Linked DNA regions of Gossypium raimondii: region 2 is linked to region 1. A link is a contact called in public Hi-C data. All regions are on one chromosome and are shown on one strand. The core of a region is the stretch at or near the end of the contact, and the rest is flanking DNA. Distances in the headings are between cores, read along the strand shown.

Region 1 (4,198 bases), core at 835-3,334:
TTAAACTTGAATTTTAAAATTTTAAAAATAAAAAATTAAATTTCTAAAAATAGAAATTTAAGGATTAAATTTAAAATTTAAAATAAAAAATCCAAAGGATCACATCAATAGCGCCACAAGGATGAGTCCACTAATGGAGGATGAAACATGTGAGGTAGCATCCAAATTGTAATTGGTGCAAAGCATGAAGGGGGGTGGACCCGCGCACGTTGGGGGCATGTGAGGGGACCACATGTGCAAATTCGGGGCTCACATCTTGGCCGTCCTTAGAGAGCGAAGAAATGTGGAATCAAACCTATAAAATGGCGTTGATTAATAAAACAACTGTCGTCTTAGCAGCGGTGCTTGTCCCACCCATCTTATTTATATAAAACCTACACCTTTTAAGGCCGCCTTAATCATGCTCTATTTTCTTTGCTTGCTCTTTAAAGGGATGTCGATATTATCATTTTAAGATTTCCCGAATCAATATGTATGCCCCACTTTGTTTGTGTTCATCAACAAAAGTTAACCCTTTTTTTTTTACTTTTTAAGTTGTATTTTATTTTTTAATTAATTAATCCTCAACTAGCCTTATATATATAAATCAACTAATTATTATTTTTGGATAAGATTAATTATTCACAATGGATTGAAACAAAATTTTATTTTATATTTTTCATATATATTATTCTAATTGAATTTGGCACAATAAAAGGTATTGTATTAGCATAATGCAAATTTAGTGATTAGCTCCAAAAATACTTTTTGACGGCCATAGCTTGCTACATCAAATTCTTTTTAAAATCAATATGTATAGAACTATATTCTCTGTTTTATTTTAAATTTAAAACTGTATTCATCTATTATATATTCACGAATTCTAAAATGATTCAAATGTTTAAAGAATTTTTAAAAATAATTTGTATAATAGCCTATTTATTTACTAAAATTTTATTTGTTATAGTCAACAACTTCTTGATCCAATGACAAGAACAATGCGTTGTCACATACTACAAAATTTATCATATTATTTTTTCACAACACATTATTTTTCAAACCGCAACAACAAAACTAAGTGAATTCTACATTATTATTGTATTTTCAAATTAAACTCTCTTTATATGAAATAAAATAAAATAAAGTATAGTAGAGATATGATCTTGTGTCGTATTGGCCTCCATTAACTTTCTAATCATCTTGTGTTTCTTTTATGCAAGGATTCTTTTTTTAAAGGATCCAAAAAGGATAGAAAGATGTTCCAAAATGTGACTTAGTTTTCAAGTTGAAATCCCTTTTATGGATATGTTCAAAGCACTTTTAAAACATAATCCCAAATAATGTGGATGTGACTCAAATTGAGACCCTTCCATATATTCCAAGTGACACTACCTACTTCTCTTTTATATAATCCTAATATTAAAGTGTTGGGTGGAGTTAGCTTTTAAGACATGTGATGAAGTGACCCATTTCTCTCTCTTCCCCTCTCTATATAATTGAATTAATCAAATCACATTATGATGTTAACTATATTTTATTACAAATCTAACATGGACCTAAACTTAGATTATATTACACTACCCCCCCAAAAAAGCTTATATTATTACAAGTCTAGATTGTGTCTGCATATAGGATATAAAAGCATTGCCAATTTGCCATTTTAGTTTAAATAAAGAGTTTTTGTCTTTAATGTCTTCATAATAATTTTCTTTTAATTTCAAGAAAATATAATAAATTTATTATGTCTCATTTATTTTAAAGGAGAATAGAATTGTTAAAGATTGAATCAAAACTCTCGTACTTACAACATAATAGATAAAATTATTTCTAAATGTCAAATCTTCTTTATGAGTTAATCAAATCATTCATATAGAGACAAAATTCATGTGAGTTCAAATTAATTAACATTAAATTTAAAATTATTTGTAACCTATTTCTTCTTGTCTATGATGCTTTGTTAAAAAACAAATCTCCCTTGTGAAAGAAAAAATCTCGTGTGAAAGAGAGACAAAAATAAAAATGGTAATCTAATAAAGTGAGAGACATAGGTGGGCTAACACAAGCACAACCCACGCTACGTCTCACCTGCAGACGCTTGAGTTTGGGAGGGGACATCTCCACATGCCTTGACAAAGCATACCTTGGAGTTTTTGTTTCTTTTTTCTTTTGGGGTAAATTGAAATTTTCATTTTTCGGATTCTAGAAATATATATATCCCCTCTCTCTCTCTCTCTTTGTTTTGACGTATATCCTGGTTACCCTATGTCCCACCCTTGATTTTGATCACAAGCTGATAATTGATGTACTTTGAATAGTATGTATATATTTGCTCACTTCTTCCTTTAATTATGAAATTAGGGATTCAATTTTTCTCATGAGATGAGTAGAAATTCTGATTTCAAAAAAAAAAAAAAGTTACCAATATATATATACATGTCAAGTCCTTTCATTCTCCAACATTTTCTGTTTTTTTTTTTTTAGTTTCAGCAATATATATGATATTGTATTAAGATTTAATTTTTCAATTTTGAATAAAACCTTTGCCTACTTTGGCGCCGCCCCGACATTCATTTTCAACCATAATAGCATAGCATCTAAACACAAAGTGTGTGAACACAGAAGTTCAGAGGTTTGGTTTGTAGAGAGTAAAACTCATCACATCACATCACATCACATGGGAAAAGTTTGTTTGCAATCACTCAACATTATACTAATATAACCCACCCGCTCTACTCAATTATTTATATATATGAAGATGAGGGTTTCAATTCAAGCATATTATACTAATATACAAAGAAAAAGTTGTTCTTATTATAAAGAAGAAGCCTTGAGTTATGGACGGTTTTGTCTGCAGGGAAAATCCCAAGCAGAGAAGGGTCTTAGACTTGGTCTTAGTCTTACCTATATATTAGTAGAAGCTACAAATGGATTTTGGATTCAAACACATATGAGATAAAGTCTAATACAAAATGTGTGTTTTATTATTATTTAAAAACATACACAGTTCGAGTACTTCCGTGGGTGCTTCATGCTACTCCTCAAATTTTAATATCTCATTTTCTTTCTGTTAGAAAACCCATTATCACAAGTTAAATTAATCTATTTATTTACCATCACTTTTATCAGTGTTTGAACATTAAACTTTAAACCAATCCATTGCAGGATGCAAGCAATGGCTTATTAAGAATGATGATATTTCTACATTTGCTATTTCTATCTTATCTCATAAAATCTATTTAGTTGAACTCAAACTACTCTTAAATAACTCGATGCATGTCGACAATGAGTTTCTTTTTTTCTTTTTTTTGTATAAATAATAACTATAAATGATGATGATGATGGTAGAAACTAGATTTTGTGCAGAGACGTAACTGGAATAAATTTGAATCTAGTAATTGAAAACTTAATTTGTTAAACCAACCTGAAATCTATTTGAATTGGAGTCAACCATTTGATTGGATCAAGTTCAACTATTTTTCCAGCTTTGGGCTGAATGCAAATTGATCCATGTTTTGGATTTTGACGTTAGGCTTTATTAAGTCTACATTAGGTTGATTTTAGTTTACTTGGATCTTTTAGGCTTGTAATTGGTCCAAATCCATTTCCCTCATTATTAGTAACTCGTTTTTACCCAATAGCCCACATTTGGTGCACTTAATGCAAATGAGAAGAGTAAAAATACTATAGAGGCCTTTTACACTAAAAGATGGATTGCATTTTAACTTCTTTACTGAAAATATTTACAAATTAGTCCCTGTGTGTTAGAATAGAGAGCAAGTTGATCCTTCTGCTAAAAATTTAATCCATTTCTATCATTAAAAATTAGTTTTTGTATGTCATAATGAGGTACACGTAGGCGTCTGATTATTTTGTTAGCCACACTAATTTTTAACAGTAGAAATGAATGAAATTTTTAACAGAAATGACCAGATTACTCTTTGATATAATGTACAAGGACTAATTTATCCATTTTTTTAGTAGAGGGAGTAAAATGCAATCTTGCTCCTAATATAATGGCCTCCATAGTACTTTTACTAAAGATGAGTGATATATTAAATAATACACAAGTTTCAAAATGATGAAGAAGTGTTTGGTTGTTGAAATTTGAAATACATATTACTCTTTTTACCATGTGTTTACTATAGGTTAAAAACATAAGTGTTATTTGTTAATATATCATATTACTAATAACTTCTTTATTTTTATATTTTTTTCTAAT
Region 2 (4,198 bases), core at 671-3,170, 75 kb before region 1:
TGAAACTTAAAAAATAATTATTCAATACAAAGTACAAAATAGATAATTTTTAAAAAGTATTATTTAAAAATCATAATTCTTTTTAGGGTAGGTGGGATGGATTTAAATCTACCTTCCAGTGATACTGCAAATTCATTCCTTTAAATATAAATTTTAAAATAAAAATAAAAAATATATTTTCGAACAATTGAATTTGGGTTTTAAGCCACACGCAGATTAATCATTTTAATTACTCATGTTACAATTAAAAAATTAATAAAAGTATTTTTAAACTTTTTTATTATGTTAGATACATATTTTAAATCGACTTGCAAACTGTTATATGAATCAACTATTTTAAATAAAATGATCTAAATTTTTTTTAAAAACACAATAGTGTAACATTAAAAACAAAATGGGACTACTGATCATATGAATAAAATAATATATATTTCGATTGACTTATGAGTAGATTTGTCCATGTCCGGGTCATTCGATTTGACTTGAAGGTCTGCTAAAAAAATGAAAGTGTTTTGACAAAAATATAGGCTCAAAAAATAATCTTGGATAAAAAATAATGTTTGTGTTTTAAAAGGGCCAGGCCTTATTGTTTTGCTATCATTTCACTATTATATTGATTCTATTTTGTTGTTATTGTTTGGATATTGTATAACTCTTATTTTATTATTAATTTTGTAACTATTTTAGAGGTATTTACTTGCTAAGTTACATTTATTTTAGTGTTATTTAAGTATTTTTTATTTTTTCATTTGTTGGAAAACATTTATTTTAATGTTTTAGTGTATTTGATATATTATATTTTTAAATTTATTTTATATAAAAATTTAATACGGACGGACCGAACGGGCTCAAGTTGTAACATTTTAAATTTTAAATATCAAATTAAGTTTTAAATTATGTTTTTGTTAAAATTTTCTTTTAAGTAATTTTATTAAATTATTTTAAACACCTCGACAAATTAAGTTGAAATGCATAAAAAATTTTCTCTTAGAAAAATCAACAGGTTTTACAGAAATTGATATTTCCAAAAAATAGTAAAAATGGGTGCATTTCGCACCTAAAACATAAATAGAAATCTTTCTTTCTTTTTTAAAATTTATGCGTTAGCATGAAAAGAAACTAACCAGGGTGAATGTCATATTTTGGTGAACTAGCTGGTCTGCATGTTACGCAAATGATTTCTTTGGCCATTAATTGTTTCTGGTTATAACTAGTAGGAGAAAAAAAAAAAGCAAGTATAAAAATCAATGTAAGCGTAGACAGGCTTGAGATAGAGCATATCTAGCCACCCAACAACAAGAAATTTGATATTTATTTATGTGTGAAAGAAAAAGATGATGATGTGCCCACCATAATGTCCCAAGTCATTTTCTGTCCCCATAAAAAGAAAAGAAAAGAAAGGTTTTTGAGTTTAATTATTATCAACCAATCTTGAGTTAACCCTTGGAAATAGTTAATTAGGAAAATTATTAAGTAATAGAAATTATAGAATATTGAATCGATTCCTTAACACTTTTTAAACTTGTGTATCAAGTTCCAACCAGTTGGCACAAAGTTAGCACAATGAAATTAGCCAGAAATGACTGTCTGAAATTTCCCTGGTCCCAACACTATTTATCCCAGTCCTGAATAATGTTGGAACTGGCGAACTACTTTAGTGATGAAATTTGATTGGAAAATGAGTAAGCACTGAAATCTGATTGGATCATGGTGACTAAGAAATCATACCCATATTTGGCTTTAAATTTATTTAATTACACAGGTTGAACTTCATTGGGCGGTGACTTCTCCCACTACAAATCTATTAGTAAATTAACGAGTAAAAGTGAGAGACGACTTAAGTTAAGTGGGTGTTGACATCGGTTTCAATGGCAGTGATGAAGCAAAAACTTTGGGTCCCAATCCACAGCTGGTTTTGTGTTCTAGGCTTTGATGTGGGGAATTAATTTGATTTTCTTACCACTTTCTGCCTCACCAACCACTACGAGCCGTATATGTCAATAAAGCAAATCTCATCTTATAAAAAAAAAACAAAAAATGAATATAACGCAAGTGCACCAGTTTTCAAACCTATGAACATCATTGTGCTTTAGCTTCTGCACCTTTCTTTTTTTCTTTTCTCTCACACTAAACCAAATTCACCAAAAGCTTTGATCAGCTGAACTATGGGAGTTAAACCTCCAAAAGTATCCAATCAAATTAAGATTCTCTCGTGGAACCTTATTCCTTGGCTTCCCACTTGTACTACCTATATATATATATCTCTCTCTCTCTCTTCACCATTCATATTATCAAATTCTTCCAAGCCACCCATTTCAAATGCAACAATCTTCCATTTTCTCGCTATACATTTTACTTGCTTGAAAAAATAATCATATTGTGTTCTGTTTTTCCGAAACTTTCTAATCTTTGTCGTGTATGAAATTATCGGATCTAGATATTTCTATTCAAATGATACAAGACTTGACTATGCATGCTAACCCTAATCAATTAAAACAGTCACTTTTTAACAACAACAACAAAAAAAAAAGGTTAAGAAAAATGGCTTTAGGGAAGTGCCAATGGATGATGAGGAGAAGACCTGTCACCGACCTTATGGACATGTTGAAAGGTTTTAAGATCCTAAACTTAACTTTGCACCGAAAAAAAAGTATGATTTTGGGGGTGACCACCTGCCCTTTTGACCAATTTATAATTTAGTTTAATCAGCTGTTTTAAGTTAGTGGACAAACCCTAGGATGATGCATTAGGTGGCTTTGCCATTCATTATCTTTGCTTAAGTGCTTACACGTAAGCTTCTCTTTCCCCACAAGCTCTTAGTTGCCGATTTATAAGAATCCCATTGTTTTCTCAACCAAATTCATTTATTTTATTCCTCATCTCTCTCAACCTATTAATCAGTACAGTACTGAAGAGATCTTAAATATTTAAATCCTAAATTAATAATTATTCCAGGCATTTTCAGACACTAAGGTTGCAGCTGCTGATTTCAAAAATGTGGGGGAGATGAAGAAATATGGGTTGGATTTGCATGTAATGGGGTCCCATTTTTCATCATCTTCTAGTCAACTTGAGAGAAAAGAAAACACCAACAAACTATCAAATGGTTAGTTGGAGTTCTTGGGACTAAGAAGTGCACAAGTTCTGTAATAATATCTCACCTTCCAAAGGAAAACCAACCACCGGGTTACTTAATTTGTCCTTGCAACAAGAAATAAATTTTATATATATAAAAAACATGAATTGGGGATTGGATAAAAATAATGCTACATGTAAGAAAAGTAAAGAGTAATAATGATGCTCTAATATCAAAACTAACTAGATGGAGAGTCCTGAGAGTAAAAAAGTGTTAACAGCTTGTATAGGAGAAACAGGCCTGCATGCATGCTTCATGTGTTTGCACCTCCATCAATTGGTCCTTTCTTTTTTAAGCAAATTAAGACTTTATCAAACTCACTTTAACATGTCTTGTTTGTACTCACACTGACAACATAACTGTTATTGTATTCTTTCAGGTTAGAGATGATTTAAGACATAGATCTCGACTTGAAAAGTTTGAAAAGATACTGATAATGGCTTCAAGTTGCAACCCAGCTTAAATCCATTAGAAAGACACACAGAGAGAGAACCCCTAGTGGTTCCAAGAACTTAGACTCCTTTCTTTATCAATTGCCATTAAGTTGGGGGGCAATTGGCTAATTAACTTTGTTGCTAGGAAATGCTGACAGCAGTGTCACAACACAATTCAAGACCATTCCTGTTGGTTGCAAATTAAGGTTTCTAATTGGCAAGAGATCAATAATAGAAGTCATATTGTATAACAACAACTGAGCTTGATTGGATGGTGATTATGTTTCCAATTTAAGTCCCCATTTTCCCCCACCTCACCAAGTTAGCAGACGCAGATTCTCTGTAAATAGCTTAAAATTAACACATAAGCTTCCTTGAGGGGAGCTGGAAGAGACAAAGTGTGGTGTTACCTTTCGACATTACTCATCAATGACCAACCAACCAGTGAAGCTGTAGGGTGTGGTTCATTTGATAAACCACATTAATTGCATATATATTGTAAGGTACGGACACAATTTGTCTAATGTCAAATGTGCCTCACTGCTTCCATCCTTTTTTAATTATTTAGGCTCCTATTTTTCGTTGCTGGAATTTCAGCTTTTAATTTATTTACCTACATAGAATAATA

What was found. A called contact is a pair of places that touch in the nucleus more often than the background predicts.
Region 2: a contact with region 1 is called in a Hi-C map of leaf, with 1.6 times the contacts expected there. The contact joins two enhancer-like sites. A contact is called at or near these places in 2 of 2 Hi-C or Micro-C datasets (both in leaf).

What each region holds. Positions count from the first base shown.
Region 1 is chr3:54,906,222-54,910,419 of ASM2569854v1, reverse strand. No RefSeq gene overlaps it. Among protein-coding and RNA genes, the nearest start is that of LOC105794762, 16 kb to the right of the region's middle. Within about 2 kb of position 2,084, the one cell type or tissue checked has open chromatin away from gene starts, as enhancers often do. A contact at or near this core is called in leaf, where this site is marked.
Region 2 is chr3:54,980,878-54,985,075 of ASM2569854v1, reverse strand. No RefSeq gene overlaps it. Among protein-coding and RNA genes, the nearest start is that of LOC105794763, 3.3 kb to the right of the region's middle. Within about 2 kb of position 1,920, the one cell type or tissue checked has open chromatin away from gene starts, as enhancers often do. A contact at or near this core is called in leaf, where this site is marked.